Regions from separate parts of the Mus musculus genome. Here region 2 is linked to region 1. A link is a contact called in public HiChIP or PLAC-seq data. All regions are on one chromosome and are shown on one strand. The core of a region is the stretch at or near the end of the contact, and the rest is flanking DNA. Distances in the headings are between cores, read along the strand shown. Region 1 holds the start of Nadk (NAD kinase). Region 2 holds the start of Cdk11b (cyclin-dependent kinase 11B).

Region 1 (3,400 bases), core at 441-2,940:
TTGCAGAAGAATATGACTGCTCCCACTCTGGATGTCTCTCCAGGTCTGCTGGCCATGTGCCTGCCATTTACCACTAGATACCAATCAAGTGTTATATAATACAATAGCAGCATAGTTACAGCCTTCGGTGGGTGTGGCTGGCGTTCACTCTGGGGAAGAAGTTAGGCTTACAAAACTCATGAGGAAGTTACAAAATTTAAGAAATCCCCGCAAATTCCCACCATCCTCCCTACCCACTATTTTCCGTCCCCACTGCATTGATGTGTTCTTTTTGGAAGGACAGCACACAGGTCTCAGGAGTTCCCACCAGAGAACATCCTGACTGCAGCAGGTATGGGGGGCTGTGGGGAAGCGTGGAGATTGGGCTATACAGGAAGGGCAATAGTGTGAACATCTTAAAACTACAGTGCTGGGAGTCGGGACTGCGAAAACACCTACTGGTGCACTGTGCACACTGGTGGATATCAATGCACGAGCATGTCCACCAGTTCAGCATATCCCTGGCTCAGCTACAAAGTCGGTGGCCTCCCTCTTTCCCTCCTTACAGCTGTGGGTGAGGCACGCTATTTACACAGTCGCTTCTCAACTATCAAGACTTTGTTTTTCTTTTTGAGATAGGGTCTCTAACTATGGTACCCCTGGCTGGCCTCGAATTCCTAGAAATCCGGAGCTCTCATCTCTGGGATTAAAGTAGTGAACCATTGTATCAACCAGCTGTCAGGTTTGTTACTTTCAGGCTCAAGTCCTTGCCAGTTGCCAAAGGGTGTCAGGTCACTGCTGGTGGGCCTGAGAGCCATATGAGCGCTGTCACCCGAGTTCTGCTTCTGAAAGATACCAGGTCCATGCGCTGGACATTAAGAACAACGTGGGAACAGGAGCCTGGCACGAAGCCCACCTTCCCACAAAGCTGGCCCGCGTTGTCCACATGGTCCTGGAGACCTCGCCAGCAAAAAGCAAACTGAGTGTGACGTAGGACAGGAATAAAGATCAGACCGCGAGGCAAGGAGGCAAAAGAAAGAAAGAAAGAAAGAAAGAAAGAAAGAAAGAAAGAAAGAAAGAAAGAAAGAAAGAAAGAAAGAAAGAAAGAAAGAAAAGGGAGAGAATCTGGTGGTTTTCTCTGTTGCTGCTGGGACTGAGCTTTTTGCCCCTCCTCGGTTACTCTTTTTTTTTTCTTTTTTTCTTTTTTTTCTCCCTCACCCTCTGCCCCGCCTCCCCTTCCGCCCCGACTCCTCCACCCTTTGGCCCCGCCCACTCTCCCGATCTTCCCCTTCCCTCCGGCTTAGTCTCCTTAGTTCCGTCCCTTTCCAGCTCTGCCCTCTTGCGACCTGTCCCTCCCACTCTGCCTGCCCCTTCTCCTACCCGTCTGCCCCTCCCCTTTCTCCAACCTTGGCCCCACCCCCCCGTGCTGTCTTCCGCTCCTTGTCCCCATCCCATTCCGCTATGCCCTGTTTCAGTTCCTTTGCCCCGCCTCCTACTCCTGTGTCCCGCCCACTTCCTCTCGGCCCCGCCTCCCCTTTGCCTCGCCCCTCCCTCTTCACGTCTCCCACCCCCCACCCCACCCCCCAGCCTCTGATCCTTGGCCTACAAAGGGTTTTGAAAAACCCGAAGTTTGCGTGCACGCCTGTGTAGGTGCGGCTGCGCCGCTCTCCCCACGTGCCCTGCAGCGCATGCGTGCGGGCTGCGCTTGCGCACTGACAGCCGCGGCGCAGCGGGGCTTGGTGGTGCCGGTCTCTGGACCGAGCGGCCATGGGGTGGCGGGCGGCTGGGTCGCTGAGAGCCAGGTAGCAGTAGGGCAGCAGGGACCGCCTGCTCGGCCCAGCATGTAGACGTCCACGCGGGCGCGCGGCAGCCGACGGTGAGTGCGGGGCCTGGGGTCGCCCTCTGCCCGGCGTCACTGGCCGGGACCCGTGAAGACAGGGTCACGGCGCCGGCCCTGCCCACCTGCCCGAGGCCGGGCGCTGGTGGCTCTGACGCGCCTCCCTGCGTCCGAACGTGGGTTGCAGCCAGGATGACGCGTGGTCTCGGGGAAGGAGCCTAAGGGACAGGTCTGAAGATCTGGTCCGGCCTTGGGTTTAGGGGGACGAGTCAGAGGTTCGGGTCCCGGGAGAAGCCATGTAGGCCGCCGTTCTGTTCTAAGCCAGTTCAGCGCGCAGCACCGCAGCCGAATCGGCTCCATTGGTCTTCCAGTGGGGCCTTAGCAAGCGCCAGAGACCTTGGCATGTGGGCAAAGTAGTCAGACGAGCGTTTTGTAAGCAATCGAGGTGTGAAACTCTCCAAAACCCCATCGTAAACTTGGTATCCAGTACTTGCCAGGAGCTTCCAAAGTCCTGAAGAGTCCATGGAGATGTTCCTAGAGGCTGCTGCCTCTCAGGATGTCACACTCACAGGCCGCTTGTCTTGGCCTCTGGCAGGTTTCTTCGTTATGGGAACAGGGCGTGCCCAGCGCAGTCCCAGGATCTGCCTTTGCTTGGCCAAGATCCGGCGTCTCTTTCCAGCTCTCCCAAGCAATGGGCTTTCTCCTGGCATTGATTCTGAATAGCGACTTGTTTTTCCTTTCTTGTTTGGGAAACTCTCTGTTTTGGTTCAAAACTTATTCGTTTGGCTTGCCTCTTGAGAAGAGTGTTATTCAAACTTATATTCATTGGTTTCATGTATCACTGTCAGTTTCCACGGGCCGGAAAGCTGGCATCCTCGCCTTGGTAATTAAAAGCACGGCACCTTCCCTCTGAACGTATTTGTCCTCAGCAGTGACTTCACTGTGACTTACACTGCCCATCTTGGGCTCTGGGACAGCCACGGGTGCCAATATACAGTATGACCAGGTAGCTTCTTCATTTGGAGGTGGCATCTCAGAATGCTTCTGCATTTTCTTCTTTGTAGATTTATTTATTAAAAACGATGCAGTTTTATTCATTTTTTTTCTTTTTCATCTTGTTTGAAGTGCTACAGGTCCAGCCCAGATCCTCACACAAGTGCTGTCCCACTGAGCCACAATCCATCCCCCACCCCTCCTTTTGGGTAGAAGTGGCTAACAGATAAAACAGCAGTACTTAAATGAATAGTTTAGCTCTCTAGGCATCACTTGGAGATGGAGAGAAGCAAGTGGTGGTTTTTTCCTTTTTTTTTTAATGGGAGTGGACACTTGCTACTCTACTGCTCATGAATGGAAGGAAGAGCTTCCAAGTGTTGGTTTTCTCCTCCTGCTCCATGGGCTCCATGGATCAAACCCAAGACATCAGGCTTGGCAGTAAGTGCCTTTGTCTACTGAGCCATGTCTCTGATCCTTCCTTTGTTTTTAGACATAACTTTATGTATGCCAAGCTGATTTCTAATTCCCTGTGTAGCCAAGGGTGACTCTGAACTTCTTGTCCTGTATGTTCCTCTGCATGTTGGGATTACA
Region 2 (3,400 bases), core at 397-2,896, 61 kb after region 1:
ACACATCATAAAATGTACACTGTTTTGTATTTCACCTCTTTCAGTATTTAAATAATTATATTAATGCCTCCTAGAAAAGAATTCTGTTAGATAATTCAGTGATTCCTGAAATAAATTGGTATTGTGTAATTAATCCTGCAGTAGCCTCCTCATTCTTTTTATCCAAGCTGCCAATGGTTCTTGTATGAATATGAAAACATGTAACTATTTTGTTCGTTTGGTTTCCTTTTTTTTGATACAAGGTTTTTCTGTGTAACCCTGTGGACCAGGCCACCTTTAAACGGTACCTCTGTCTACAAAGTGATAAGATCGAAGATGTGAGCCACCACCACCTGGCTTGTATAACTCTGTTATGTATGCTACTGAAATCAGACTTAGTTTCCAAGTCACTGATAACTCTGGAGGCAAAGTAAGAGCTGGGATCACAAAGTGTTTCACTCCAATATCCCTCATTTTTTTCATACACTAGTTGTTATATTCTTTCACATCTTACCATTTCACAGTCATAACTAACAGTGGTTTCCTTTTCATTTTGTTTGTTTCTGACCCTAACTCAAGAAATTTAATCATATTGCTATTTTTTGTTTCACGATACAGAGCTGCTTTTGTAGCCTTGGCTGTCCTAGAACTAGCTCTGTAGACCAGGCTGGCCTCAAACTCACAAGAGGTCCGCCTGCTTCTGTCTCCCTAGTGCTGGCATTAAAGGTGTGCTCCACTGATGCATGGCATTGCTTTTTGTTTGTTTGTTTTTTTCCCCAATACCCACAGGATAACCTGACAAAAACAAGCAGCTGGAATTTTCCTTTCTGCTCTCTCTTCCATAAGCCCTGATAGGTTAATAGGTTTTTAGTGGAATCGTAAAAACCTTTAAGACCTTCAGGTGGTTTAAGTACACGTTTGAGAAGTGTCTAGACACTTCAGCATTTAGAATGAAAAGAAAACAAAAAGAATACAGAGATACAGGCCAGAAATAGAGGCTAGGTCTACGTACTAAACTCTATTTCAAAGCAAAACAATAACATAAAGACTCAACCACTATCGTAGGCCAAGCAGAAGAGGTTGTTTTAAGGAGGTTGGCTGAGGAAACTGGATTCGTTTCAATGTTTTCTTGTGCAGGGGACTTCCTCATCATAGGATGTTAACTAGCCTACCTGTGAATTCAGCTTCCTGGGTCCTGGGTAGGTCAGAAAGACAACTTGTTTTTCCATTGGATGGCACGACGCCACTTTGGAGGCGTCTATACGTCAGAGCAATTAGTCTGATGGGTAGAAACAAATGTCTGGCTGCGGAAGGTTGAGTGGCACAAGCAGCTTGTCACGAGTGCAAATGCTGCTCGGCCTGCAGACTACGCTACCGAGTGCCTGGAGGTAGCCCTGCCTGGCAGAGCGAAGGTGCAGCGGGAGGCACGGTTTCCGGTTTCCGCAGACGGCCGAGCGCATCGTCTCGAAACGTCATCTCTCGGAGACACCCCAGGACGTTACCAGACGCTACTTCGCTTTTATCCGCCCAGCCTCGCGTCGTTGGCAGGAGCCAACTCACGATGTAAGGACACTTCCGGTGCGCGCAAGGTACTGTGGGGCGGCCAAAAAAAGTCGAGCGCACACGCGGTTCGTCGTCGTCGTCGTACGTCATCATCACGCTTCCGCGGAGGAAGTGACGACAATCCTGGCGCGCGCCGGGCGCTGTTCCTTCCCAGACTCCAGGACCGGCTGCGGCGGCTGTAGCGGCGCAGGGGTGAGTAGCGGCGCGGGGGTTCGGAGCAGGGTTTACGGCGCCCCTGAAGAATCGCGGCTGGCGACACGCTGCTGCCGCGGAGCAGTCTCGCTCCACACGGAGCTGAGGGCGGTGGAGGCGGCAGGCCTGGCGGCCCCCGGAGCCGGCCCTTGCCTCAGGTTTGCGTGACTGAACCCTCAGAAGTGGGACCCCGCCCCGGAGTCCCGCGCTTGACAGTGCACCTTGATCTTACCTGTCACCCAGGCCTCCCCGCGTCCTGGAGCTTTCTCATACAACCTTTTGACACCTAAGGCAGAGTGTGTTGAGTGCGAGGCACTGAAATGACCTGGATGGTCTTTCATCCTAGAACAGTACCGTTACGTGGATGATGATGGTTGCGTTTTACGGAAAACACTGAGGTAAACTAAGTTACCCAAAACCTTACAGGAATGACAGAAACGACAGTGTATTCAGGCAGAATCCTTCCGACCTACCGGGACTTACTCTGAAACACTAACGATTAGACTTAAGTGTTCGGAAAAGACAGACCGACAGACCGACCGTAGCTTTCTGTGTCCCGAGGTTGCTTGAATTGTTTTTCTTTTTGCAGTGTTTTAACTCAAATGGGTGATGAAAAGGACTCTTGGAAAGTGAAAACGTTAGATGAAATTCTCCAGGAAAAGAAACGAAGGAAAGAACAAGAGGAGAAAGCAGAGATAAAACGCTTAAAAAATGTAAGCTATGTTTTTTAAGTAAGTGGTTTTCTTAAAGAAGATTTAATTTCTTTGCCCTCATTTTTCCATTAGAACAACGCTTCTTCGGTGAAGTTCTTTTGTACTTCCAAATGTCACAGGTGAGCCCAAAATCTATTCTAAAATTAACAAAAACATTCATATACTCAGTTGACGTTGAAGATAGATTAATAACACACTGAAGCTGTATCGAAATGAGAATATCTCGTTACAAAATAAAATATTCTGAACCTAGAATCATTACTGCCACCAGACTAATTTTTCTCATTTCATTATTAGTATATTCATAATACCATTTACCAAGCATTTTTAATAAAGTGGGAACTTTCCTTGCAATTAAAATGAGTGCTTTGTAATTACCTTGCTTTGGATGATGATATATTTAGAGTCCTTAGGTGACTGGATAAGAAACATTGATATAAGTGCTTCTTATTGTCAATATATGTATGATGTATTTCGTGTGTAAAAATCCAACTAAAGTCTTAGTTTTGGCTCAGAAAAACTAACGTTCATATAGTCTTATGACCCTTATCATGTACAATGTTTTAAATTTTCTGTTCTCAGGTTTCAGGTTACCAAAAAAAAAAAAAGTGATTTTAATTACATGAGTTTTGAACAAAATTAATATTTGAAGTTTCTATTCAAAAAATGTATATTTAGAGTTGGTTAGCAAACTTCAATTATCCTTAAAGATATTTAACCTGTACAACCTTTAATCCTAACACTCAAGAACTCAGGAGGCTGAGGCAGGCAGATCTATTGAGTTCAAAGCCAGCCAGTGCAATGTATATTTTATGTATATGTATAATTATATATATGTGCATTTGTATGTATGTGTGCATATATGTGTATATATGCATATATATATACACACATATACTTCCTATATATGTGTGTGTCTGTGCATATATATAGTGAGCTACGTATGGTGATGT

What was found. HiChIP or PLAC-seq counts read pairs in DNA pulled down with a chosen protein or histone mark.
Region 2: an H3K4me3 HiChIP or PLAC-seq map of embryonic stem cells shows a contact between it and region 1, with 36 read pairs. The contact joins the promoter of Cdk11b here to the promoter of Nadk in region 1. A contact is called at or near these places in 4 of 39 promoter capture datasets (cranial neural crest, frontonasal cranial neural crest, liver and 1 more), 7 of 484 Hi-C or Micro-C datasets (CD4 T cells, beige adipocytes, bone marrow-derived macrophages and 4 more), 7 of 115 datasets of contacts at active chromatin or transcription factors (the SCID.adh cell line, effector CD8 T cells, embryonic stem cells and 2 more) and 4 of 9 other capture datasets (adipose tissue, liver, macrophages and 1 more).

Annotation. Positions count from the first base shown.
Region 1 is chr4:155,562,125-155,565,524 of GRCm38.p6, forward strand. Nadk (NAD kinase) reads left to right here and starts at 1,691. Exons shown (of 12, transcript NM_001159637.1): 1 at 1,691-1,855.
Region 2 is chr4:155,623,208-155,626,607 of GRCm38.p6, forward strand. It overlaps Cdk11b (cyclin-dependent kinase 11B), which reads left to right and starts at 1,647. Exons shown (of 20, transcript NM_007661.4): 1 at 1,647-1,734; 2 at 2,324-2,447. The coding sequence starts at 2,337. It overlaps Gm16023 (predicted gene 16023), which reads right to left and starts at 1,548. Exons shown (of 3, transcript NR_040441.1): 1 at 1,152-1,548. Slc35e2 (solute carrier family 35, member E2) reads left to right here. Exons shown (of 9, transcript NM_177186.4): 9 at 1-133.